Regions from separate parts of the Sus scrofa genome. Here all the other regions are linked to region 4. A link is a contact called in public Hi-C data. All regions are on one chromosome and are shown on one strand. The core of a region is the stretch at or near the end of the contact, and the rest is flanking DNA. Distances in the headings are between cores, read along the strand shown.

Evidence for each region. Hi-C and Micro-C count contacts between places; a contact is called where the count stands out from the background.
Region 1: a contact with region 4 is called in a Hi-C map of retroperitoneal adipose tissue, with 4 times the contacts expected there. A contact is called at or near these places in 2 of 5 promoter capture datasets (fetal liver and liver), 30 of 47 Hi-C or Micro-C datasets (adipocytes, adipose tissue, alveolar macrophages and 18 more) and 1 of 2 datasets of targeted methods (skeletal muscle).
Region 2: a contact with region 4 is called in a Hi-C map of skeletal muscle, with 2.3 times the contacts expected there. A contact is called at or near these places in 4 of 47 Hi-C or Micro-C datasets (embryonic fibroblasts, omental adipose tissue, skeletal muscle and 1 more) and 1 of 2 datasets of targeted methods (skeletal muscle).
Region 3: a Hi-C map of retroperitoneal adipose tissue shows a contact between it and region 4, with 2.8 times the contacts expected there. A contact is called at or near these places in 7 of 47 Hi-C or Micro-C datasets (alveolar macrophages, embryonic fibroblasts, epiblast stem cells and 4 more).

The regions. Positions count from the first base shown.
Region 1 is chr3:75,474,175-75,480,836 of Sscrofa11.1, forward strand. All of the region lies in intron 1 of LOC106509797 (a long non-coding RNA gene), which reads right to left. It overlaps LOC110259996 (a long non-coding RNA gene), which reads left to right and starts at 159. Exons shown (of 2, transcript XR_002342629.1): 1 at 159-6,206; 2 at 6,293-6,662.
Region 2 is chr3:75,813,386-75,819,901 of Sscrofa11.1, forward strand. No RefSeq gene overlaps it. Among named protein-coding and RNA genes, the nearest start is that of MEIS1, 190 kb to the left of the region's middle.
Region 3 is chr3:75,391,218-75,397,803 of Sscrofa11.1, forward strand. It overlaps LOC106509797 (a long non-coding RNA gene), which reads right to left. Exons shown (of 8, transcript XR_001307672.2): 4 at 5,113-5,164. It overlaps LOC110259997 (a long non-coding RNA gene), which reads left to right. Exons shown (of 2, transcript XR_002342630.1): 2 at 1-2,382. Among named protein-coding and RNA genes, the nearest start is that of MEIS1, 230 kb to the right of the region's middle.
Region 4 is chr3:75,621,734-75,628,463 of Sscrofa11.1, forward strand. It overlaps MEIS1 (homeobox protein Meis1), which reads right to left and starts at 4,122. Exons shown (of 12, transcript XM_013996097.2): 1 at 3,992-4,122; 2 at 458-684. The coding sequence starts at 657. It overlaps LOC106509799 (a long non-coding RNA gene), which reads left to right and starts at 4,686. Exons shown (of 5, transcript XR_002342631.1): 1 at 4,686-6,225.

The DNA of each region.
Region 1 (6,662 bases), core at 3,772-6,271, 150 kb before region 4:
CTCTTTCTTTCAGTGTAGTTCACTGTCAGGTGTTTTCATCCTGGCCAAACATATCAAAAGAAGTTCTGTATATAAGTGGTTATTGGGAGATTAAAACACTCTACGTCTGAAATCATTCCCTCCCACCCCCATCCCACCCCTCCAAAAAATGAGGAAGAAAGAAGAAAGAGGATGGCCAGAGGAGGCTGACTTCATCCTGATAGAATCCGTCAGAGTTGTCGCCGCCGTAGAGCGCAGGTGGGAAGTGAGAAGCTCTCCGGGGGTCACCGTGTTCAAGGCCAGCCTGGTGACTATTATTGCAGCCATTGCGTCAGACGGAGCCAACACCTGAGGCCACCCGCTCCCTTCTGACCTTGGCAGTCAACCAGCAAGGTCATCTGTAATTCCATCACCTGACTCTAGGATTGTTTACCAGGCTCAGCAGAGAGAAACTGAGGGCCAAGAAAGGCAGACAGGTCCCCAAGAGCGGGGAGGCTCTCGGTGCGACCTATCCAGCTGGTGAGGGCCCATACCAGATCCAGGAGAGCAAAGTTTTTGCACCATTTGCCATATTTCGAGATGATATTAACAAACCCCCATACCGCCCCCGCTCCTGGAAGTCATAATTACAACTCACCCTTCCCTTTGTCGGGAGGAATCGCTTTAAGCAGTCCCAGAAAGTCAACCTACTTTGGGGACGCATTTTGCATTTTTCATTGCCCCTCATCCCTCCCCAGACCTATATGTCAAGGAATAGGGAGTTGAGACATGACACATTAATGTTTTTATCAGGGGACGCTCTCTGCTCCCACTGAAAGGGAGGGAGACTGGGAGGAGGGGGCGGCCGAGAAGGAGAGGAAAGGCATCAATCCGCAGCTCCTGCAGAAATTCATATTCCGTGTATGTTCCTGTCTCACCTGAAATAAATCCTGCAGGCTTACCCACACAAACCCCGCAGCGCTTATTTATTTGCATGTCATGCTTATAATATGGTAGAAAGCAAGACGGATCTTCCAGGAGGAGAGATGGGGCTCACCTTTCAGACTCTCTCTCTTAAATAAAAAAGAATTGTCCGGCTGGGCGCCTAAGAATTTATCTTGAGTTTGTGGTCATTATCTCTATTATACAGCCCTGGCAATAAATAAATCGGGTAGTTACTACCCAACAATAAAACTGTAGTGTATGGGACACCTTACTATTACTTTCTTAATAATCTGCCGTTTCTTTCACTTTAAATCTTCCCAGTCTTGTCTTCCCACTTGTCTACAAGGATCTATCTTCACCCCATTGAGGTACCAGCCTGCTCGGTTCATTTTTATATTTTGTGAACACAATAAGTTTTCCTGTCTAGACTTTCTGTTTTTCCTCCTATTTCTAGGCTGCCTAATCTGCTTCAAGACAAAGGGCCGGCCTGGATCAAATGTCTTCCCCCCCACACACCCCATTTTAACCGTCTGGGGCGTCCACTTTAATGAAGATCGCCCCCCTTGCGGCAGCCACCCTAGGAGTCTCCAGGAGAAAGCAAGCAACGCAGAGCCCCCCCCCCCCCGGGGGGGACAAGGCCGGGGGAAGATGGTTTGCGCCTCCGCCGGTGGGCACGCCCTTGGGTGCGCACGGAGTCCAAAGGCCCATCTGGAGAGATTCTGCCTGAGCTAGTTCTCCCTCTCAAGGCCCTCATCCGGATTCTTGCCTGTCTGCTTGCCCACATGGGGATTTCGGGGTTGAGGGTCTCACCCCTCCGACTTCTCCCGGCTGGTCCCTCCGCTCAGGGCACAGCGCGCCACACGCGGACGCGAGCGCGAGCAGCCAGGACCCGCGGGAGAAGTCGGTCCTCACTTCTCCTCTGGCCGCTCCTCTGCGTCCGCTGGCACTAAAACCCCACCAAGGGGGCTGGGCCGGGGGATGCAGACGCTAAGGTGGACTGGGGGTGGGGGTGCTCCTCTCAAGGTGCCCAGACGCGCGACTGGCCGGAGAGGCTGCACGCGCGCCCACCCGGCCTCTGCTCTCCCACCTGGGGCTAGCCTCCTCCGCGACGGCGAGGCGCGCAGCTCCCATCCCAACCCCGACCCCGAGTCCAGCCCGAGGAGCAGTCCGTTCCCGGCCAGAGCCTTCCAGAGCCCAGGGGCCCCCAGCCTTGCTGGGAGGATGCACCCAGCCTACGTCCTGCCGGCGCCTTCCCAAACCACCGCCACACTCGCTTTCACACCCGCTGGAAGAGTGACGCGTCCGGGCAGAGCGGTCAGCAAATGACCGTCTTATCCGCGGAGCGGGGGAAATCGGGGGAGGGAGTATAGGGAGGGCAGGGGGAGAAAGGGGCCAAGGGGCAGTGGTAAGCCGGGGAAAGAAAACAAACAGTCCTGCGTCGCTTCCCCTTTTGTCTTTGCACTGCTTGTCTCAAGAAATCAACTTAAGCACCGCAAGCCCCACCAGGCTTGTTTTTGTTTGTTTGTGTGACTTAGATCACAGATAAACCAAATCTTTGAGTGTGTGAGAAGGAAAAGAAGCCGCGGCCGGGCCGCTGATGATGAGGGGACGATGAACTTCTCACCTTTCTTTAACTCAGAGCAACTCGTCCTTTAAAAAAATCCACGCCGCCGTGGGTGTGTATTTCACTGTTAATTGCGTTTTGCTGGGATGATCTTTTACGACTGGAAAACAAGCGGCTGGGAAAATATTCACGTTTGGGACAGAAAACATTTTTTATTTATATCTTTGACATTTAAAAGAGCAGAATTAATTTGTCCTGTCTACATTAGCATTGAGAGAAAGTTTCAGAAATCTACCCGGGGGAAGAGGACGGTGAAAAAAAAAAGAAAAAAGAAAGCGAATAAAAGAAAGGAAAAAGAAAAGCTAGGCTTGGTTTTTCTTATTTCAGATCTGTAATCAATCATTGACATAGGAGGCAGCAAAATTGTAAAGATTCGATAGATTAAAATGCAAATGAAAGGTAGAAAAAGAAACATTAACATGGCGATCAAAGATTTAATAACCGTAAATCAAGTTTTTTTTCCTCTGTTGCAGCTGCAGTTTGTGTGTGTGTTTATGTTTTAATCATGTTCTTTCTATAAATAAATAATATCTGAAACGAGACTAATTTTTCATTATTTTAACCGTGGGCTATAACACTAAATATTAAAAATAGAAAACGTACCGGATGCCAGATCCCCAACCAAATAAGAGAAAGACTTGTGTTGATTGGTTAAAATCGAGGGAGTTCATTTGTATGTTTTGAAAATCAGAGTATTATGCTAAAAAATTCTATCTCAACTGACAAAGCCCAAAGTTTTATTTTCCCTTTGATATTTTATGTTAACGACAAGACACCATTTATATTAAATATATGCGTGACTGCATATCCATTTCAGTTTGAGCCTTATCAAAGAACGAAAGTGCCAGAATATTTAAATAATACAAAACATATATTATTTCAAAGTGATCTGACAGAATTCCTGGAAAATAATACGTATTAGAAGAATCTGCCTTCTAGAGAAAAATTAAGTGATGGTTCGACAGAGTTAAAACTCTTTTTAGCTTAATATTAAAGTTCTTTTTTCTAAAGGGGAGTATTTTTGCCCTTTGTTTTTCTATCATTCGATTTAAGGTTTTATGTCAAGGTGTCAAATGATCAAGACAGTATTTTATTTAACTAGTATTAGTATCCATTTTCTCATATGGTGAAGGCTTTTCATTTAAACATTTTTATGTAAAATACTGATTTATGTGGTTTAGAAATTATTTGTAGAATATTTAAAATAAACCCCTGATCCTCATCTTTTTTTTTTTTTTTTTTTTTGTAGCTTTATTAGCATGGAAGAATTCACCTTCAGAAGATTGGAAACTTTTCTTTTTGGTTATACAGGTTTGCAACGTTAAAAGTCAATTCTTCGCTTAATTTTGTCTTTGAAGGAGTTACCCTAATTTATTGAGATGATGAATTAAAATTGTCTCCATTTCTCCTCTTTCCACAAATTAAAATGATAACCAAACTTGGCATCATTGTTTCCTTGATAAAAGCTTTCAGTTACATGTGAGCTAAGTTGAAGTCTACTCCCTCCATCCCAACCACACAAGCACAGTTTTCACTCTGACACTCCAATAATGCACTTAGTTTAAAATTACACTTGGACCTTTCCTCCTTTGTATTTTTTCATTTACTTCAGTGCAACAAGATGACTTGATTTTCTTGGGATTACATGAACTCCATTCAGTGTTACTGGGACATTTCTGCTCAACTAAATACTTGCCTTAATAGACAAATGAACTCCTTTTTATTTGCTGGAGTTTGTAGACAGTTTTAGATACAGAGCGTGCAACTGATTTAGTTATTGTTGTTGTGAGAATCGAACAGGCACAAAAGTCATTTATCTAAACCAAAGAGATATGACTCTGTAAAGGGGAGAAGCAAGGGCAGAATCATGGGGAATTATTTCAGTTTATAGCTCTTATTAATTAAACAGGGTGTGGGTTTATTCTGATCTTTTAATACCGACCTTGTTAAATGCTCCCAGATACCTTTTCCCCCCTCACCCCAATTTTTTCATTCATTAGATTACTTGGGTCCCTTACTGATGGGGGTTGCTTTTTCTACATTATATCACTGAGCAGTTACAGTGTAAAATCACATGCATCCTCAGACCGCCTTACCGGACCGGGGGTGGGGGTGGGGGGCAGAAAGAAAGAAAAAAATGCTTTTCCCATTCAATTTTAGAGTCTTGTTTCGTTGAAATGCAAGACAGGTACTTGATTTAGCATTTAAGCAAAAGGTTACACAAACCGCGTTTTAAAAAGTGTTGGGATGTCCGACAGGGTCAGACCCAGATCAGATCATTTTTTGAATGCAGACCTAAAGATAATGAGTACTTGTTGTATTAAAGGGGACAAACAGTACTTTGGCTTCCTCTGACCCCAGAATGCACGGCTCGGTTTCATTGATCATCCTCCTTTATGAGATAATGCAATTACAAACATCAATAAGGGGCTGCAAGGGGAATCATTATGCTGTGACAGTGATAAATGACGGTGCAGAAATAGCATGCTTTTTCCCCCCTAACAATCCAGGAGCCCAGGGGCTCCGGGGACTGAACACAGTCGCCAAGGAAACAGATGACATCCCAAACGGCACCAAAGGAAAAAAAATGAACAGTCTTTCTTTGCCTTTCACTCTTTTCCGTCTTCCAAAGAGTTAGTTTTGGCTCTAGCAGCAGCTGCCACACAGGCATTTCGTTATTTCAGACATTAAAGACTGGAGCGAGCGGTGGGAGTCTCCTCCTCTTCCATCCCCACCCCCACTAGATAACACACAAAGCTCGCTGTTCACTCTTTAGGACTACCTGAAAATGCACGTCTTGAAAATCAGATGGGGGGAGGGCGCGGGAAAGTGGGTTTACACACCACTGCGTTGTGTTTTCCCCGCTTTCACGATTGTCCGGTGGAAACTGAGTCTCCAGAACAAGCTGGCGCCTCGTGGGTCGGCCAGTAAGGAAGGGGGCGCGTGGCTCACCTCCATCTCCCCGCAGTGCCAGACACTGCTCGATGCCAAGGGGATGGGAGGTGTTGCGGGGGAGGATAGTGGGGGGGGGATGGGGAGCAGGCGGCTGCGAGGGGTGTTTGCCGCTTCGCTGGCTTTCTTTGAGATGGAAGTATCATTGGGCACAGGGATCTCTCCTAGATGGAGGAATCGGGTTGTTTAAAGCCCCAGGGTGCCCTCAGCAAGTAGCTTCAAGAGGGCTTCGCTAAGCGATCCCCATCCACAGAGGTCAAGGCTGGTGGGTGAAGCAGGCGGGAACGAAAAGGTGATGGGTTACCCGGACCTGCGGCTGCGGGGAGAGGTCAGGGTGGGGGGACAGCCAGGGGACTCTTGGAAGGGAAGGGGCGCTCGCCACTTTGGGGAAAGGAGCAGGAAGAAAACGCGGAGGTGAGAGGGGGCCCCCAAGAAGAAAATAGAAGGGAGGGGAGGAAGAAAGTCGACGAGGGCAATCCCACCCTTCGAGAAGGTCGCCAACCCGAAGACAGCAGGCACAGGCTTCCCTGACCCCTGCGGGAAACGCTCCAGCTTGGAGCGCGGGACCCCTGCGCATTCCGCCCTGCCACGGAGGAGCCGGCCGGGCGGATGCGGGAGCAGGTGACTTTATTCACTGCTTCCCCAATCGGCGAGGTCCCGGGACTCGTTTTCCAACTGGATATAAAGATCATTGCTCACGTAATGAACTTAATGCTTTAGAGTAGAGGTGAGTGTGTCTGTGAGTGGGCAGGGGTAGGAATTACCGACCCGATCGATGGGAGACTGGCTTAAAACTAAATCCCTTTTCTCCAGGGTTTCAGCGCCTGGGCTTCCCCTCGCTGGATTGAGCTCTCCGGGCAGTGCGCGGAGGAGCGACCTTCGGGCGCGGCCCGCCAAAATTGGGACCATAAAATGCATCTCATCTCTTTACCAAGACCCCCAGGATACCCGTTTTTAAGGCAAAGACTCTAGAAAGCTCAGATGTTGGCGCACAGGTTGCTCAATATGTTGTTTGTTTTCTCTTTCAGCTCCGCCTTGGGAGAGACTGTTGTAGACTCCTTAGTGGGCAGATTGGGCCAAAATGAGACACACACACACACCCCCCGCAACTTTCGCCATTAGCGACCTCCTCAAGAGGCGATCCCCCACTCTCTCTCCTTCGCCGCTCTGTACTTGCCCCTGG
Region 2 (6,516 bases), core at 901-3,400, 190 kb after region 4:
AAACAGCACAATTTAGCAAATTAAGCTTAGAGCCAAGGATATTAAATAGAGCTAACTTTGTAGAAATAAATTCTGATTCCACAGGCTTCAAACATTACTTTAAATATGTTCATTCTGAAAAAAAGCTAGTGAAGGGGGCCTTAAGGTTTTGGTTTGGGATGCTGGGTTTTGTTTTTAAAGACTAGAGGAGTGAAACCATTTTCACACCAGGCGGGAAAGCAGGTATTGCTTTCCTCTGCATGTGAATATATGTCTGTATGTGCCCTTTATTTTGATATTACTAGACTGCTGAGTAAGCAATATTGATAGCAATGTCCCTTCAAAGGAAACTTGTACTTTGCAGCCATGCTTCTGTGCCTTGGCAACTCCACATGGAAACAGTATTTCTTTGATCCTATATTTAATACTGATATTGTTTATGTTTAAATGTTTAAAATAACTCTTTAAAGCCACATGCCCTATAGTTAATAATAAAAACACATTCTCACCTTTTAGAAGAGTTTACAAGAAATCTCCGGCTACCTCCTGCAGACATATACTAACTAAGCTACATCTGACAGAACTTGAATTGAGTGATAATTTGTTATAAAGACCTTCCCTTTTAACTCTTTCCTCGATGTATGTGTTCTGGCCCACTGCATTGCTACCTAGACTTTCTTTTTTTTCTTGGACCAGTCTTTGCTGAAGAGAATCAAAGCATTGATCTTTTTTTTTTTTTAAGGAAAAAATAAAAATGACATGCAACAGACAACACACATATATCTATCATTTCCCCATCTATCTATTCATCCATCCAACAGATACTGTGTTTTTCTTGCTTTCATCCAAGAACAGTTCACAAACGTAAAGACCTAAATTGAGCCTATCTTGCTTGAGTTAGAAGCATTTCTCCCAAAGTGCTGATGCTGATCTATTGTCAGACCACACTGCCCTCTCTCATTAATATTAACCATTTCCTCTAAAGGGTCTCACTCTTTGACTCACTCTGTTTTAAGGAGCCGTTATTTTTACAGTGGTTGCTAAGTCACCATCAAAGAATTCTAAGATCTTTGAAGCACGAACATAGTGGAAATAGACATTATCAGTTCCTTGGTCTTTGCAGGTAGTGTGAAATAATTTTGGAAAGATGTGGAGAAATTGTAGTTGGGTCCATCCATCTAAGCTGAAGTGCATTCTACCCTAGAAATTAAATGCATTTTACTGATGAATTAGCCACAGTGTTATCAATGTTGCTCTGGTACAGTACAGATCAGTACTGCTGAAGCCTGTCTAAATGACTAACTATATTTGTGTGTGTATATGTATGTGTGTCTGTGTGTGTTGAAAACACATGTTCTAATGATAGCTAAAATATTTTTGTAGAAGAAAACTGAAACTATATGTGGCTACCTCAACATAATTAAGTGGAGAATTTAAGTTTCTTCCTGAACTATTTACTGGTATTAAGGCTAGTTGGCTGCTAGATAAAGATAATAGGCTAGCTGGCTTACTGTCTAGTTTTTGCTTTGTTTTGTTTTTTGATGAAATCGAAAAGGTGACTGCATAGCTTAGTAATTGGAGATGAACTATTCATAACAGTGTCTGGTCAAATGCTTTCCTTCTGATGAATCAACAAATCTAGCCTAACCTTGGCTTCCAAACCCCAAATCACTCCAAACTTGCTCCTACAATGCCACGTGCGGCAAATCTGTGATCGTGCCAAACCACCTGAAAAGAATTATTTTCCTTGCACACACACACACACACACACACACACAAAATGTCAGTTCTTTAAAGTTCAGATCGTAGAGGTTTTGAATAATTAAAACCTTTTCTACACCTCGGTAGCACTCCCAAAGGTTAAATACGTTTCAGTTCTTGCGTCTTCAGGATAATTATGGGAAAGTGAATGAGTTCCTTCTCTGAAAAGACATGGAAACCAAGTACTTATTTGTGCCTGCAAATCCTTTTGGGTAAAGAACCAGCAAGATAATAAATTGTTTTGCTAAAAACAGGAAGTTTGGCAAAGATGCAAAAGTACAGCTAAACTTTGGCCAGGCAACCCAAAACATTGTGTTCTTCTTTGAAAGTATTTCCAGCAAGAAAAAATAGTGGAGTGCCTTGAATACATAGTTTAAGAAACACTGAAGGCATCTGGCAACATGAACTGCTTGCCAAGCTTGTGGTTGTGCTGTGTTTGCTGATGGGAAGATGTGCCAGTTTTCAATGACTTATGTCATGCACAGCTGGAAACCCACGCATAAATAAGACCTTGAATGTGGTCAAGTCCAAAAAGATTCGAGAAAATATCCCTCCTTTTCGCTTCCTTCATCCAAACTATAGAAAATGTTAAATAAAAGGAAAGGAAATTCTTGGAGTTTGGACAGAAAAAAGCCAACTTCACATTTCTCAGGGAAATCTGTTTCAAGGCAGGAGCATTCAATAGGTGGAGACATTCTGGAAGTTGGTAGGTTTTGTTTGTTTGTTTGTTTGTTTGTTTGCTCGCCTTCCCCTTCCTCAGATTCTTCATACTCCTGCTCACCTGCTTTATTAATATGATTGTGATTATGTGGCATCTGTTTTAGACAGAACTGATAGGACTGTAATTTCCACTTTAGTCCATCAGTCTGGAAAGACTTCAAGATGTGGGCCAGAAAAAATTTAAAAAAACCAAACAAACCCTGCTTCCACCAGTTGGAGCAGCAGGGACCCTGGGATGCCTGGATTCAAAGGGAACGTGCTCCCCAGCTGGGGCTGGCGGGGCCCCTTTCATCTGGCACCGGCCACAGGACCCCCTTTTGTCCTCCTTCTACACTGGGTGATTTGGCTTGTGGTTTTGATGTTAGGATTCAGGGAGAGAAACTCCCAGATTACCACTTATTTGGGACTGGAGGCAATGGTCCAGCTCCCTTAGCTTCTTATTTGAGCAGTGGGAGCGGGAGGCACTGCGACCCCTAAGGTTCAGTGAAGACAGTCAGCTCCTCAGGCTCCCATGTTGGGGACACCTGTGCCAGGGAAGCAGGTGTCAACATGGAGGGAAGTCACCCCTTCCTTTTCTCCTGTGGCTGGGCTTTCTCTGGTCACTATTCTCACTCTTCTTCCTCTATGTGGGTTGGTTTTACCTTCAAGGCACCTCTTGATTTTAACTGCAAACTGTTTCCTCTTGGGGGGAATACTGAGGCGGCCAGCAGCCTGGTATAGCCCATGGAGCTAACATAGGGGGCTGGTATAGCCCATGGAGCCAAAATATGCAGCTGGTGACCAAGACGATTCTGCTTCTGTAAACTGATTTATTCATCGGTGGATGAGTCATTGTCATGCTCCCTACCTCCAGCATATGTTCCACAAAGACAGGCAGAGAAGAGGAAGTAGGGGAACGTAAGCAAGGCAGGGACTGCAAGCCTGGCATTGATCCCTATGGGTCCAAAACAAATGTTGGCTGCTGTGGAGATGGAGAGAGCCCACCCAGTGACTCCTCCACCCAGGAGGCGGGTGGAAATGCCTTTGGTTTTCTCAGCATGAATTTGTTCTTTTTAGGGAACAAAAGGCTACCAGCTCTGAGGCTGGTCTCTGAAAAATAAATAAATAAATATATAGGCTTTAGGTGTGGACTGGATGATTGTATGTTTATTTTAGAGAGATTCTGAAGAGAGATGAAGAAATAAATAAGAATACCCTGTAATTTACCACTTAGAAGTAACCATTATTTGCATGATGACATAATTCTTTGCAGTCTTTTTTTTCTCTGATTTTGTTTGAGATTATTAAATAATTGGGACACTGTTACACACTGTAAACATTCACCAAATATTATTTTTAAACAGTGTCCACTTCATTAAGTGTAATTTTTTAAACTCCTTAAATATTATTTTAAAAGGTTTCAGAACATTCCATTACATGTATATTCTTTTTTTTTTCTTCACTTTTTAGGGCCACACCCATGGCATATAGATGTTCCCAGGCTAGGGGTCGAATTGGAGGTACAGCTGCTGGCCTACACCACAGCTACAGCAACATGGGATCTGAACCCATCTGCTACCTACACCACAACTCACGGCAACAATGGCTCTCCGACCCACTGAGCCAGGCCAGGAATCAAACCCACATCCTCATGGTTATACTATGAGGTTATACAAATACTAGTTGGATTTGTTTCTGCAGCACCACAACGGGAACTCCTACATGTATACTCTTACTAGAGTTAAGGATTTACCTTTTTTAAAAACATCATGATGAGTATCTTTACCTTTGTATTTCCTCAGAGTAGAATTACTGGACTTTTAAAAAGTCTTTTTTGAGAACTCTTGAGAGGTAATGGTTATTCTTTGAAATTATGAGCTATTTGCTTTCCTTTGAAAGGGTAGAGGGAGTGATCTTACCGCACCATGAAGCGGGGAAGCTGGCCAGAGCAGACTGAGAGTTAAAGTGGCTTCTTGCAGAATTGGTGAGCCAGAGTCCCTGCTTCCCCTATAAACAAACAAACACACACTATATATACACTATCTATATCTATATACTATGTATCTATAAATGTATACATACACATGAATATATATCTATGGGGAGTGTGTATGTATGTATGTGCTTATGTGTCTACAGAACAAGGAGAGAGGGCAAGGGCACTCTGCCTCTCTCCCACCCGGCTCACCTTGGATGCTTCTGATCTCCAGCAGAAAGGGAGTGAGGCTGGGAGATGCAGGAACTGGCTTTGGGGCAGACTTAGTGATTGTGGGCATGAGGAACGCTACCTGGGAGAGCAGCGCAGAGGGCGGAGGAAACAGCCTTTCTCCCCACTTCTGCATGGAACCTGGCTCCACGCTGGCCCCTGGACAAGCAACAGCCTAGGCGGCTTCGGCAGGCAGCCCCTGCTTAGACTCGATTTTTCTTGGTTAGCATTGGCAACAGGAAAAACTGCGAAGCTTCCGTGGGTGGCTTTTAAGCAGAGTTCCCCAGAAGAGCAGTGGGAAGCGCAAAGAGCAGATACCCACAGTGATGCTTCTGGCAGGGGGGTTTGCGAACTCTTGCCAGATGCCTCTGGGGAAGACGGGGCTCCCAGAACAAAGTCTTCTCAGGCAGCTGCAGAGACTGGACTTCCTGTTTGAGCACCAGGGGCTTTTTCTTCAGTGAGAGGTGGGTTTTACAGCTGGTGTGACTTTGTGCCCACAGCGTGGCCAAGCTGAGGGTTGCTGGCTTTCATAGATGGAGAGCTACACTTGATGAAATGAAGAAAACAGGGCAGAAACTGAAAAAAAAAAAAATGGAGGGGGATTGTGATTAAAGGGAAAAAATGAAGCTGTGCAAATATCAAGTTTTAAGAAACTGGAGCCTGGAACTGAGAAGAACACCCAGAGTTGCTGAATGTGCGGGCTGGAAGGACCAGCGGAGGTCCTCTTTCATTTCAAAGCCCTCATTTTACAGAGGAGGCATCTGTGGCCGCTGGGGAGCTGTCACTTCATCCAGGTCACGTGGGGAGTTGGTCTAAGCCAAGGCTGAGGTCTGCTGGTGTTTCATTCAGAGCCGTCCCACTGCCTCCTGCTGCCTCTCAGGTCAGTGCCTTGAAGCCTGGGGGTGCTATTAATGAGGGGGACAGTGCTTACCAGGTGTTCCCTACCTTGGTCCACTTGGGCTCCTGTAACAGAACACTATAGACTGGGCAGTTGCAACAACAGAAATTTATTTCTCGCAATTCTGGAGGATGGAAGTCCAGGATCAGCTGCCAGCAGGCTTGGGTTCTGGTGAGAGCCCTCTTCCAGGTTGCAGACTGCCTGCTTCTCATTGCGTCCCCATGGGGCAAAATGGGAGAGAGAAGCAGCAAGCTGTCTCTCCAGCCTTCTTAAAAGGGCACTAATCTTATTTATGAGGGTTCATCCTCAGGACCTTATTTAATTCTCATCACCTCCCAAAGGCCCTGCCTCCAAATACCATCACTCTGGGGGGTAGGGTTTCAATACATACATTTGCCAAGTTTGCAAACATTAGGTCCAGAGTATCATCCATAAAGAGCACATGGGTTGGGGGCGGGGGCTCCAGTGTTAGGTCAGTGTTCTCCCAGCTCTCCCTGGGAGCTTCCTAGAGTCCTGATGCCCAAGCTGCAACTCAGACTATTATCAGGACCTCCAAGGACAAATCTCTGGCATCTGTATCAGGTGCAGCTCCCTTAGGGATGGCAAGCAGGGTCCTGTGCCAGAGGAGTGGCATGACACTGTGTTACCACAGGGCCTGGGTCCTGGTGTCCACCTGGCATCAGGAACTGTGTCACTTGCCCCACTGGCTGGTTTGTGACATGGTGATCACAGAATGCAAAGTCAGGGGCTGACTGGCTGGTTTCTTTTCTTTTTGTGCCTTTTTTTTAAGGGCCAGACCTCCAGCATACGGAAGTTCTCAGGCTAGGGGTCCATTCAGAACTGTAGGTGCCGGCCTACAACATAGCCACAGCAATGCTGGATCCAAGCCATGTCTGTGACCTACACCACAGTTCACTGCAATGCTGGATCCTTAACCCACTGAGCGAGGCCGGGGAACGAACCCACAGCCTCA
Region 3 (6,586 bases), core at 119-2,618, 230 kb before region 4:
TTATGAACCCCGTCTCCTGCCAGGGGCCCCGGAGGAGGAACACCATTATGCATTGTTATCAGCGTGGTGTAATTTGACTGTTGACAAAGTATCCGTGGCAGTGAGAATGAGCGCAGTTAGAAGTGTGGCGGATTGTAATCAAGAAGATGCTTAGCTGTGCAACACTGCATCTTGAGCAGATTTGAATCAACATTGCCTTAAGGGGACACACACACATACCAAAAGGAACAAAAAAAAAAAAAATCCATTAATTTTTAGAGGGAAAATTAGAGTGGCACTTGATGAAGTGAAATTTGACATGCGTTAATTGCTCTGCAGCTCCCCTAATTAGAGATTTTCAAATTCTTTTACTGCTGTCACCATGATGGCACAGTGTCTTGCTGGACAAATAGTGAAATGGCAAAATTCGTTTGATTGGGAAGTTTTACGCAGCAAGATTGGATGGTATCTTCCGAGTCTACTTTCAAAAGATGGACAGCTGGAGAGCAAAGAGGCGTTAGCAGCTTTACCTCCAGCGCAGAGAAAAAACAGGCTTATTAAAATAGTTGCATTATGAGACTTAATGTAAAGGAAGCAGGTGCTGATGGGATTTTCTTAAACAGATGGAAATGTTCCTTTGGTACTCAGGCTCTGTTTCCAATGAAATATTTCAGGTGGAAAAAAAAAAAAAAAAAGCCAGCGAGATGCTACATTATATACGCATTCTCCTATTTCTACCTACATTCTTCAGAAAGTGGGGAGAGGCAGATTTTGAAAGGCTGTGTCATGTTTTTCCCAAGTCTGAAGTCGCAGGCAAACAGTACTTTTGATCTCCTTCTTAATCTTAATTATACTGCCGCGTGGCCTCCAGCATGGCACCAAATATGATACCATCATAATTTTGGTTTCCCTTTTCAACCCCTCTTGTCTAGCCCTTGAACCTCTCTTAATTCATTAACATACTGAATTTTTTCAATTTTCCATTTTCTTGCAATAACAATATTAATGCCGGGTGAAAGCTTGATTGGACCTAAATTACTTGTTACCTGCTGGCATTTATTTATATGGCATTGAATTATAAAGCTTTGCTATTGTCATGCCTTGGGCGAATTGTTTATGACACCAGTAATAGGAGTAATTGTTATTGTTGAAATTACCTGTCAGCTACCCATAGCAGTGGCCCTTGTCCCACTGACAAATAGTGACAAGGGAGAGGTATCCTCCATGCGTCCCCCTGATGGCTTCTCCTCTGATAATAAGAAGTGCAGGGCCTCTGATAATTTGCCTGTCACTGTTGAGTGCAGCTCAGAGAGAGTTGGCCAAATTGTTGTCATTCACTTTGACAAAGACAGCAAAATGCCCCCGTGCAGAAGGAGGATTATCAAAATAAATGAAATCGCTTACACCCCCTTTGTTTGTTTGGCCCAAGAATTGCCTGGCTTTGTATGAGGTTGTGAAATTAGGGTCCAGTTCTTCTGGGTGTAGCGCTATTCATGCTAAAATGAGGATCCCAGGCAAAGAGTAGGCATTTTATGACTCACTGTTTTGCTGTTCACATTGGTTATTAAAAAATTATAGTCTGATATAAAGAGAGTCAATAAAAGTGTAACAAGAAGTCTACACATGTGCTTGAACGCCTTAGTTGAAAGCACATGTAAAATTCGCACCTTTTGCTCTCCTGCCTTCTTTTTATTCCTCTTTTTTCCTTTTTGGACCCTTGCAGGCATTCGAATTCAATAGGAGAACCGAAAAATGCCCAAAGTTCCCAGTTGCCATCAAGTTTTCTTTAAAAGTGGAAATCTGCATCTCTGACTCTTAAAGCCTTAAAAGATTACACAGGCAAATTTAGGATTATTATTTCAAATGGCTGTTTCCTCGCCATAAATTATCTTTTATTTATAGAATATCTTCATGTGTAAAGAGAGAAATGAAACGTAGTTCCAGGTATGAAGCATCAATTATCACAGGCTAACAGAGGAAGCAAAATGACTCTGTTATTGCCAGAGCTCAAATATAAATATTTGCATTTTAAAACCCCTTGGTTGCAGCCTGTGAACCTGTCATAGAGGAGAGAAGGGGACGGGGGAGTGGGGGATGGTGTCCGGGCGGCTCCACATCTGAAAGAAATGGACTTTAAAGTAATCAAACCTCGGCTCTTGTAAAAACTAAAATCATTTTCACCATTTCACAAAAGGCATCATTTCACGCTAGGCAAATTCTTATTTTTAAGGGGCCCCTGAGGTTACAGCTCATAGGTCTTCTTGGCAAATACTTGCCGTTATAAGAAGTTGCAAAGAAAAGGAAAAAAAAAATAACTAAGATAAATGTAAAATATTGGCTCCTTACAGGATAGTAATCAGCTCTTTATTGGTCTCTACCAGACAAGGAATGACCAAGCCGGGTGTTAAGTGCCAACAACACCGCCCTGAGCCCTTCCCTCCTAACACTGGCCATTATCTGATTAAAGAACCTCCAAAGAAGTCACTATTGCATAATTTTATGGGTCTTAACAGCGCAGGTTGGCTGGCAGGAAAACTACCTAGGAGGGTTGATAAAGCAGCAGTGAAACATGATTTTTATTTACTCCACTTACACCTCGCTCTCTGAGAGGGTCTCTGAGTGCCCCAGACGTTGGTGGCCGCCGAAGACACCTAAAATTGCTTCAGATACGAATTCTGTGAGGTGGGGGAGGCCAAAAGGGGCGGGGGGAGACGGGGAAAATAAAATTATGTCTATCCCTTCAAGCTTCTCGTGGGCTGCATAGTTTGAAGTAATCAACAACCCCGTTGTGGGCATCTAGAGCTTGCCTTTGGTTTTTTTATATCTCAAGCAGGTAAGTTTGTAGCAGTGCCACAAACCATACGTGCAGTCATGTGACGATGGGAAGAAAAGGAGGTTTTCATTCCTGCTACTAAGGAGTCTTCTTCTAAAGGCACCCACTGGCTGGTTAACCGGGTTGAATGTCCCTGATTAACAAGTGGAAGGCAGCGACTAATTAAGAGGTTATCTGTAGTCATAAAAACGCTCCAACCTGTCTCGGAATGTGATCCCTTGAACAGATAATTTTTAAGAATGTAGCATGTCCTCGCTTTCTCCGTCGAGACACACGTTAGTGATTCCAGGAGGGCAAATAAACATACGTTTTTAAATGAAGATATTTAAAATGTTCCCCATCTTTCAGCGTGTGGCTGTACCCTGGTCTCTTTTATGTTCTTCCTATAAAACCTAAATTAAGCCTCTTAGGAGTGGTTTTGCTGTAGGTTTCGGCTCAAAACACAATACATTTTAAATGGTTCCAGTACTTGAAGGCACTTGAACATGTAATCACTAAATGTGCATTCTCTCCCTTCCTCTTCCAAGAGCAGCTCTTCTAAGAGGATGAGGCTTCTTTAAAATTTAGCTTCATTTGAAATGGAAACTTTGAACAAATAGCAATTGCTCCTGTAGCTTTATTGATGAAGTGAGTAGCAGCAAATTTCTCTCTCTCTCTCTCTCCTCTCTCTCCCCCCCTGCCCCCGCCCCATAACATTTTGAAACACCCATCAGTGTCAAAGGGAACTGCACACATCTCCTTTGCTGCTCTAAATAAGGCTCAGCAATGTTAAGAAAAATGTCAGAAAAAGCTCAGTGGATTAAAGTAACATTTCTGCACCATGTCACCGAGAATGGCAGGGCAGGCTGGTCTGCATAATTCTGAAAGATATTTTGTGTAAAATGCTTCCTCTATAAATGGAATGAAATTTTATTTGGAAAGATGTAAGGGTGTATTTGATCACATACAACATTCAGTAGTTTTTTTCTAAATCTTGTTATTCCTTAATATGCCTTTGGTGTGTGTTTGTAAAATTAGAACCAAAATGCAGTCTTCTCTTTGTAGAATGTTTTCTCTACCCGTGTGCAGCGTTAAGATACATTGCAGGCTCTTCAGTGCTTTTTTTTTTTTTTTTTTTTTTTTTTTCTTTCTAAAATTCCTAGGATGTTCATTCATTGAAAGCAGTAACTGGGCTCTTACACATGCAAATTCACTGAACTAATCAGTCTTTTTTCCCCTTGAATAAAATTGGTGTATAACTTTGGAGATTTTAAACATAGTTCATTCCGTGATACATATTTTTTTAAAAATAAAGCATTTAAATTTCATTCATATATTGAAAATAGATCACTGGTTTGAGGTTTTTTAGTTTTTTTGTATTCTGTTTTTCTAAAGAATATTCAATTATTGCAAAAGAGTACAATAGTAGTAAAACCTCCCACAGTATCATAAGTATGTAATTAAAACTTAGTTGTTAAAAAAAGAAAATATCTTACAAATTCGATACTAGATATCAATAGACATGGCAAGATTAGTTTCCCAGAAACAAGGTAAATCTCAGCTAATTTTTAAATATAAACTTTTTCAAAACAGGTTAAAAATGAATTTAGACAAATTTGTCTCTTAACCTTTAAAGATTTCCTGCCCGTTTCTGTAAGTCCTTTATTACATTAATTTTTTATTTAAATTACACCATTAACTGGATATGAATTTATCAAGAATACACGTATTGATTTATAAAACAGTACCATTAATTATTATAATAGCTTGATGTAGCTGATATTACAAAGCCATTTAAAGGTTTTTAATATAACTTGGACGTACATAGATAGATAGACATTATGGACAAGCCTACAATTTAAACTGGCTACCAGCAGTTAATGAAATCCTTGATTTATATTCTAGTTTAGAGATTGATTATATTGTTGCTTTGTAAAACTATTTATATTATGCCATTTTTCAAAGGATGTCTCAATAAAAAGGCTAAATAAAATATTCAGTCAATTCCCAAAGCAGATTTTGTTTTCTATATTTTAAATGCTAGTGAAAATAATTGATTGTGTGTGTTCCAAGCTTTGTCATTTCCATTCCAGAGGTGGCTTTCCTGATGGGAGACTCCTTTGCAATGCACACTTTCACACACTCTTGATCCCTGCAGAAACAAACCCCTTCTCTTTATTTCATCAGCCGCACCAACCACCCCCTCCAACAACCAACCCATGTATATTTCACAAAACCCGCACATCAGGACACATAAGTCTTTTTGGCATCTTTTATGTTATGCATTTTTTTTCTTAAGGTTGTGGAAAACTGGGACTTACCCCAAAGCCGCAAAGCAGGCCATCACGAAGAGTATTTGGGTAAGAATGCAATCTGAAGAGAAAAAAAAAAAAAATGAGGAAGAATATAAGCAAATAAGAGTAACACTTTCAAATGACTTTTCAAATGGTAATTAACCAACGCAGAGATTGAAAGTTAAATTCTTTTCACATTGTACTTGGTTTGGGTCTCCTGGTCTCTTTATTTATATCACTTTTCCTTGCCTGGCAACATATGTTACCGATTTATTATAGTATTTTTACTGTTAGCAGACAAATCTAAAGGCTAGCTGAGCAGGCTAGCTTCATGTGATGACTTTAACAACAACTGCAGGGCATCCTTGAGGGTGAGCCAATAGGCTCTTTTGAAGCTATAATACTATTAACCATTTTGATGCCAAAATATCTCATAACTAAAGTTGCCTCTGTCTTTGTAGGCAGCTCTCCGGGTTTTACATATACAAAAGTTAAACGTAAATGATTTGTTTTGTAAATATTTCAATAGCCTTCCAAGCGCTTTCTTCCATGTGTCCTAAGTTCCCTAAAAGCCAGATGAAGGCTGTGGTTTCTTTATTTCCCCCTTTCTTTTACAAGACACTGAAATCTGGGCACACAATGATAAGTAAACAGCTCTCCAGCATCAAGTTAAGTTGTCATTTCACCCTCCCCCACGCCATTAATTTTTCTGCTATGCTATTAAAAGAAACAAACATCCTTTAGAGTTTCAATGAGCACATCTCTCTGACATCTGTCGGGCTCAGGAAAGTAAAGTTCAAGTGAGATTCTTTTTTGGCTAAGAATCTGAAATTCCTTTCCAAATTAGAGATGCCATACATTATGGCCATTTTAATGGATATGTAATACTCGCCAAAAGTTTATGCCTTGTCATATGCACACGTGAAAGTGTCTGTTTCAAAGCGGTCTTTGTTGACTAAAAGTATTCACTTTAAAGTTGCCCAATAACACACTTCCATTTTTGATCATCTGTAATTTACTTCAGTTCAAATTGTCTAGTCATTTTAACCGAAAATTTTTATAAACAATCTCTTTTCCACGTAAATGTCTCACGGGGAGTGCTCTTCCAATTCCAGGTACTTATTATAGAAATTCTCTTGCATATGCATGGCTTGAAATTTTTGAAATTAAAGCTTAAGTATTGGAAGCCAGCATTTCTTATCTACAAGGTCCAACTCAGCAACCAAAATTTAACGTAATCTTGATATGAGAATTCAGCCAATAAAACCAAGATGTTCATGGCAGCACTTAAAGATCTAATGGTGGGGGAAAAAGAAAAGGGGGAGGAATTTTGAAGTCCTGGATTGAGCTCTCTACCCCTGGGATCCAGAAGGCACTAAGACATAGTTTCTGTATAAACATATCTAATATAAGAGATTCTGTCTGCAAACTGTAGCAATGTCTCTGCTCTCCAACATGTTTAAGAATACAGATCACACCTAGTTTTAAGACACTTGCAAAA
Region 4 (6,730 bases), core at 2,872-5,371:
CAGCATACGGTGGCTGAGTAAACTTAGCAAGTCAGAACAATCAGTGGCTTAAAAGATTTTCCTTTAAACTAAAAGTTTCGTTCCAACACAAAGGCGCCTACATTTAGAAAGCCCCAACACTCTCTCAGCAAAGTCAAGGAGTGAGGAGTCCAACCGGCTGAGCGACCGAGCCAGGGTCTGAGGGGACAAGGGACCTTTGGCAACTCCTGCACCGCGACCCCTCCGCGGACAGGGCCTCGGTGGCGCGGGGCACTGGGCGCGCGCGGAGCGTGTGCGGAGATGGGGGGCGTCTGAAATGGCAGGCCGCCTCCCCCAGATCTCCATGCAAAGCGAATGAAAAGTCACCAAATAATGTACCTCCAGTCCAGAGAGCTCTGGCTTTCCTCTGACCAAGGGCAAAGGGAAACAGGAGAAGCATCGCCTCTCAACTCTTTAACCTGCCGCCCATCGTACCTACCCATAAATGGCATCTTTATCTCTCTTTAAAGCGTCATTGACGGAGGAACCCATGCTGGGAGCCATGGCGTTGGTGTGAGCTGTGTGCGGATACTGATGCGAGTGCAGAGGAGGCCCGTGGTTCAGGTGGTGGACCGGCTGCATGGACCTGGCCGCATGCGGGTCCCCATACATCGTGGAGGGGATGCCTACTCCATCCATGCCCCCGTAATGGGGTAGATCGTCGTACTGCATGACAAACAGGAGAGAAACAAGGTTCAGAAGGCCAGGCCGGCAAATGGGGGAGCGGCAGGGCACGGAGCTTATATAATGTCAGTTCAGCTGGATCCTTCAACCCGGAATTCGGTGGCCTTGCATCTCTGAATGGAGATTTCTTATTTTAAAAATATTTTTTAAAGTAAAAATTCTAGGATTCTCAGTGAGACTCAGCTAGGTTGAATGGTCTTGCCCTAACTTGTGTTCCCTATAAAAGAGTCAGAAATTCAGGATCCTTTGGCAAGGAAGGAAGGAAGAAAGAAGGAAGAAAGGGAGGCATTCTCCCAGAGGGCAGAAGGTAAAACGTTCTAGTCCCTGGAGGAGGAAATCCAAAATCACAATAAAACGTGCCAGGACAGTGCAACAAACCCGCCTAGTTTCACAGCCCCTTCCCAACAGAGGGAATTAAAAAAAAAAAAAAAAAAAAAGTTACGATGGGAACAGCTAAGCCAAGCATGTGAATTCAGACAGGCTTCTCATTTTATTTCCCTGCCAGCGTGAGGTTAGGCAGTCCTGCAAGACCCTGAATTTCCTTTGCTTTCCAAGACAAACTCTGCTAAATCACACAAAACTAACTGGCCCCCTTATAAATGAAACTCAGAGAAGGGTAGCTTCTCTTGTACATTAGGGCTGAATTTAGAATTGGGCAATATTCCCCCAAAGTTAAAGAAAATCTACAATTGGAGCAGTTAATTATTCTATTTTTTTTCTACTCTTATGAACTTTTCCCCTAGACCAGAAGTCAATGAGGTAAATGCTACTCATCAGGTTTAAAGCAAATTTAAAAGTAAATGCACATACACACCCCCCATCAGATTCCTCATCCAGAAAAACTTTCATATTGAGTGTCATTATTTTTGTGTGCAGAATTTAGCTATTTAGATTTTTCTCATTGCTTCATTTCAGCCAAGTCCTTTCCCCAAGATTTGGAGGCGCCAAGAGTGAAATGATTTTCAAAGAAAAGAGGAATTGCCACTTTCATCTCCTTAAAGCCAGAGGTGTGAAAAGAGTTTGGAAGAATGCTGACATTTGCCTGAACCAAAGGAGTAAAGAAAAAATGTGTCAGCCTAGTAACTTTCTTTTGCAAACAGGGCTTTGAGGGCCAGGGCACAAATTATGCAAGGAGGGCTTTTTGTAGACCCCCTTTCTTCTAAGAAACTACCTCAGTTGGGTTGTCATTGTCTTGCTTTACTCTCACTATATTTCCATTCAAATAGGAATATTGGGGAAATTAGTATTGCATTTTTAAAGTGAGTAGTTGTGTGCTTAGTATCCAATTAGTGCAGGGCTCTTCTAAGAAAAACTTACAAAGTCTTACCTTACATAAAAAGGCATGTACATTAAAATTACTTTTAAGATGAATGCTTCCCAACCCCCCCAAACCATTGTACTGTGACAAAGTTATTTGCTTAAAAATGCTAAATATTTTCAGTGATATTAAAGATGAGCATAATCAGTAACATTTCAGAAGTTTTTAGCTGCTTATTTTAGTTTAAAAATAGCTTTAAACTTCTGCTCTTTGAATGCTCAAACTATAACATTAGGTATCTAGGTTGTTGGGTTTTTTTTTTTTTTTTTGGTTTGTTTTTTTAAACAGATAGTTGCCCGAGCTTGTATTTTTCTTTATGTAGCTGCTGGTTAGGAGTCTATAGAAAACTTGATTACTTGAATTAAAAATTACATGTAACATACATAAGTCTACAAATGCATTGAATAAATCCACTCGCTTTAGGCCACGGCTTTAGGAGCCTCATTCAAAAAGACAGAGAAAAAAAGGAAACTTTTTAGCAGTGTCTTTCAGCCATGTTTCAATTTAATCTCACATTTGAGTTCCACAATTGTTTTTTAATACGTACCCTTTGCGCCATCGGCCTCCCTGGCTCCCTTCCTACTTCAACTTCTAATATATCCTCTTTAAGGCCAGTGTGAAAAGAAGCAAATACGCAAACTCCCCCGGAAAAAAAAAAATTAAAAAGCACGACGAAAAATCCCTTATCGTCTCCAGCAACGTGAGCTACTGGTCCCAGATCTTCGGTCTACGGGACCTGAAGCAAAGCGCCGGACTCACTGAGCATAAAAGCGCTCCGTTTCCAAGACAGCAGCGGGGGCAAAAAAAAAAAAAAAAAAAAAAAAAAAAGAAAAAAAAAGAAAAAGAAAAAAGGAAAAAAAAAAAAGAAATGCAGATCTTCTCTCCCCCAAAAATCAGTTAAAAAAAAAAAAAAAAAAAAAAGAGCGCCCCTCAGACCCAACTACCAAATCTCATGGCTTTCTGCCACTCCGGCTGTCAATCACAGGCGAGGTTGTCAACGTGGTGAATGAATGATCATCCGCTCTCTCTTCTTCTGGTCAGAACACCTCAAATGTTAATATTCAAATGCACAAAGCCCTAGCGCTCGCTTCCCTTGAATCACTCCTAATTCCTAATCAGTTTCTCTCTTCTCTCGCTTGCTCTTTCTCTTTCTCTCTCTCTCTCCCTCTTTGCAACTGCTGCACTGGAGGGAGATTAGAGGAGGAGGGTTAAAAAAAAAAATGTCTGTCTGAGTTTGTCTTAAAGGAGCCACGATCGATGCTGCCCGCTTGCAGTCCCCGTGCGTGTGTAAAGTGTGTGTTGCACAGGCGGAGAGGTGGATTCCGACCAGAATGCTAGAACCCGGAAGTAGTGGTGGCCATAACAGGTCGCGTCTTACACAATGCATTGGGCTGCAGCAAGTAGGCTCCTAGGCAGGGGTGGGTGCGCGAAGCGAGCTCTGGCCGCACTGGAGAGGCAGAGAGGCGCTCCATTAAATCGCACGCCCAGGCACAAACACCCACACACCCAGGGCACACGCGCACAAGCGCGGGCAGTAGCCCCCGGCTGCCGGCTTTATTTTCCGTATTCTTTTTTCTCCCTCCCCCTACAGACTCTCTCCCCAAAGCTGACGCTCTTGAAATAAATTGGGAATAAACGCGGGGCAAGCAGTAGCGGGAGTTATTTTGCACAGGACTCCGCACATAGACTTCCTGACTTTCTTCGAAATTATTGGGGTCTGCCAGTGTTTTGCGGGGCAGAGGAGGGCTGATGCAGAGAGTAGTGGATTCTTAGAACCAAACGCCCCAAGTAGAAAAGTCAAACCGGGAGCGAGGATGAGGAGGAGCAGGAGCAAGACTGGGCTCTGCTAAGGAGTCCCGAGAACGTGGGGTGGAGATGACTGGGGCTTTCTGCAGATCCAGCTTCTAGTTGTTCTTGTTGTTGTTTTGCGGTCGGAGGTGGACACTCGGCCCAAAGAAAGGAAATACTTGCATTTTCTCACTTTGGGGATCTGGACGCCCCCATCTCCTGGTCCCGGAGGCCCGCAGCCTCAGCCCCGGCGTTCTGCGCGAAGTGAGAGAGGAAGGGAGGGAACAATGAACCGAGAGCCGGGAATGTGCCCCCAGCGCCTGTTTACAAACACGAAGCTATTTATGATCGCCAGAAAGCGAAACCCGAAGCGGGCTCGGAGCAGCCCAGACCTCGCGGGTGGAGCCGAGGCCAGGGAGACGAGGAGGGAGGCTTTTTCTCCGACTTGCTCTGGGAGAGGCGGCCGTGCGCCCAGGGCGCGGCGCGGCTGGGCTGGCGCGCTCGGCTGGGGCTACGGCCGCGCCGCCTTTGTCTTCGAGGAGCCGAGGGGCTCCGGCCTCGGCCTTGCTCTTGCCCCGGCGACGCCCCGCGCTCTCCTCCCCAGCTCTTCTCCCGCCCGACTCTCCTTTCCAATCCCCCAGACAAGGCTCAGGGAGAACTCCCAGTGCCAAAGAAAAAGAAATTCACTCCGGGGATTGAGATTTCAGACAAAAAGCTGCCCCCTACGCACAACTCAGAGGCTCCAACCAGCCACTAATTTTAACTTTCTTCCTTTAAACACCTATTCTCTGGCTTAAACAAACAAAAAAATTTCCTTTCCTTTATTCTCCCACCCTAAGGCTGCCCTTTATTATTATATTTAGTGGTGCTATTTTCGTTTTTATTTTCCTGCCCTCAGAGCCCTGGTCTGCCGAGAAGGTTCAGTCGCAGCAGCTCGACCAGCGGGCTGGAAACCTCACATCCCCGAGCAGGGCTCGCAGCTCGCTCAGCTTGGAACAGGATTTTTTTTTTTTCCCCCTCCCTCCAGCTGAAACCTCGCAGAAAACTCCCCCTGCGGTCGACTGGAAAATGAGCTCACCCAAATCTCGGTAGGCAGCCGGGGAGGAGGGCTCGGCCAATCAGGAGGCGCTCCCGCCAAGGCGGCCGCGCATTGGCTGCGGGGAAAATCAATTATCAAATAATCGATCAGCAGGGAGCTTCGATCTGCCGGGAATGCAAACTGCCAGTCCTGATTCCCGCCCTGATGGTGGCCAAAAGGCTGACTCCCCCAAAGTAGAGGGCCCCTCACTCCCGGCACCCCTACCCTCATTACACTCCACCAGTTGCCGACCCACCTTCACCCCAAAGGTGGGGGGTAGGGAGGGGGGTTAGGTAAGGGGAAGAGTTTTGAGAAAGATTGGGTGCTCCTATCCGCGAAGGTTGTTTAGAAAAGAATAGGAGCCCTAAAATGTACTGAAGTCAACTCTTAATGCGCAAACCAAAAGATAATTTGCATCGGTCCGACAAATAGGGCTTAAGGTTCTGTTAAGTGAGCTTTTGAGAAACTGGGGACACAGAGCGAGCATCAGAACTTAGATCTGGAATCAGGTTCCACCAAGCGCACGTACTTCCTTAAGTGACAAGTATTGCTTCTTTTAATACTTCGCGGGAGTCAACGCCCACCTCCCCCTAATAGTGGGGTTTTCAAAAAGCCCAGTATCTGAGCCTTGCCAGCCTTCAGCCCCGACACTGTACTCGTCTCATGTGTGCCCAAAGGCACACGTACACCCCAAACCTTCAGATGCTTTTTGCCTTAAAAGAGCTCCGACTGTTTAAAAAACTCATCCTAGAATCCCTCATCATTTGCATGTCTTCTCTCTTCCTTTCTCCCCCACTCCCCAAGTTTTCAGATCTCTTCCTTTTCTCCATCGCATCCAAGTGTTGTTTTCGGGGACAAACGCCCGGATACATCACTCGGGAGGTTAAGGCAGGCCCGCGTGTTAAAGCCGAGGAGATCCAGGTGAATTACCAACTTTATGCCTGACCTCCCCCTCCCCCCGCCGCCCCTTCCTTCCCCAACATGAACTTGGAAACAACTCAGGCCAAGATGGAACCTCCTTGTCTCAGAAAAGCGATTTCTCTGTTTAATTCTCGGGAAACTGAGCTGACTGGGCCAGGCAACGCAATCCTTTTCCGATTACAGAAAGGATCAAACTGGGCCGACCGCCTGCAAGCTCTTCCCGGAACTACAGCCAGCTGCGGCCAACACCTGAGTGCCTTCCGACGGCTGCTTTCTGGGGTTTGAGCTCCATCTCTCCAGCAGGGCCACCAGGCATCGGCGCGGCTGGAGGTAGTGGGGGCGGGGGCGCCGTCAAGCCAAGCATCGACAGGGGCGCAGCTACATTTATGATCCTAAAATGAACTGCAAAGGAAATTGTGTAAGTATAATTGAACCAAGAGAATTTTCCTGCGAAATACATTTCGATGACCATAGTTTTTAACAGCCCTAGATGCTCTCTGGCAAAGACTTAGACAACCTGCTTAGAGTTACCTCAAGTCTGCGGTGACATTTTCAAATGAGGAAAAGGCCAATTTTCCTTTAACAATAGAATGTATTTTGTACTGATGCTTTCCCGTAAGTTTTCTCTTGTTTTCTAGCAGAGATGGAAAAAGAGGGCTTAGGTAAGTCTCTCCTTTTCAATCACAACCCCAAACTTCAAGAAGTAGGGAGACAGATGCTCTTCAGTCATGAGCTTCAACTTTAAATTACCTACATACAGATTTTCCTCAGAGAAAGAGGTAGTTTGAGTTTGTGGGCTTAAACTAAACTCATTAGCTTTGAAAAGTGGCTTCTTTCTTCCCTCTTCCCTCCTTTCCAAGAATAACTGTGAACTTGATGCTACTCCTAGGCCTTTATAAGATTAATTCTGAACAATCAAGAGA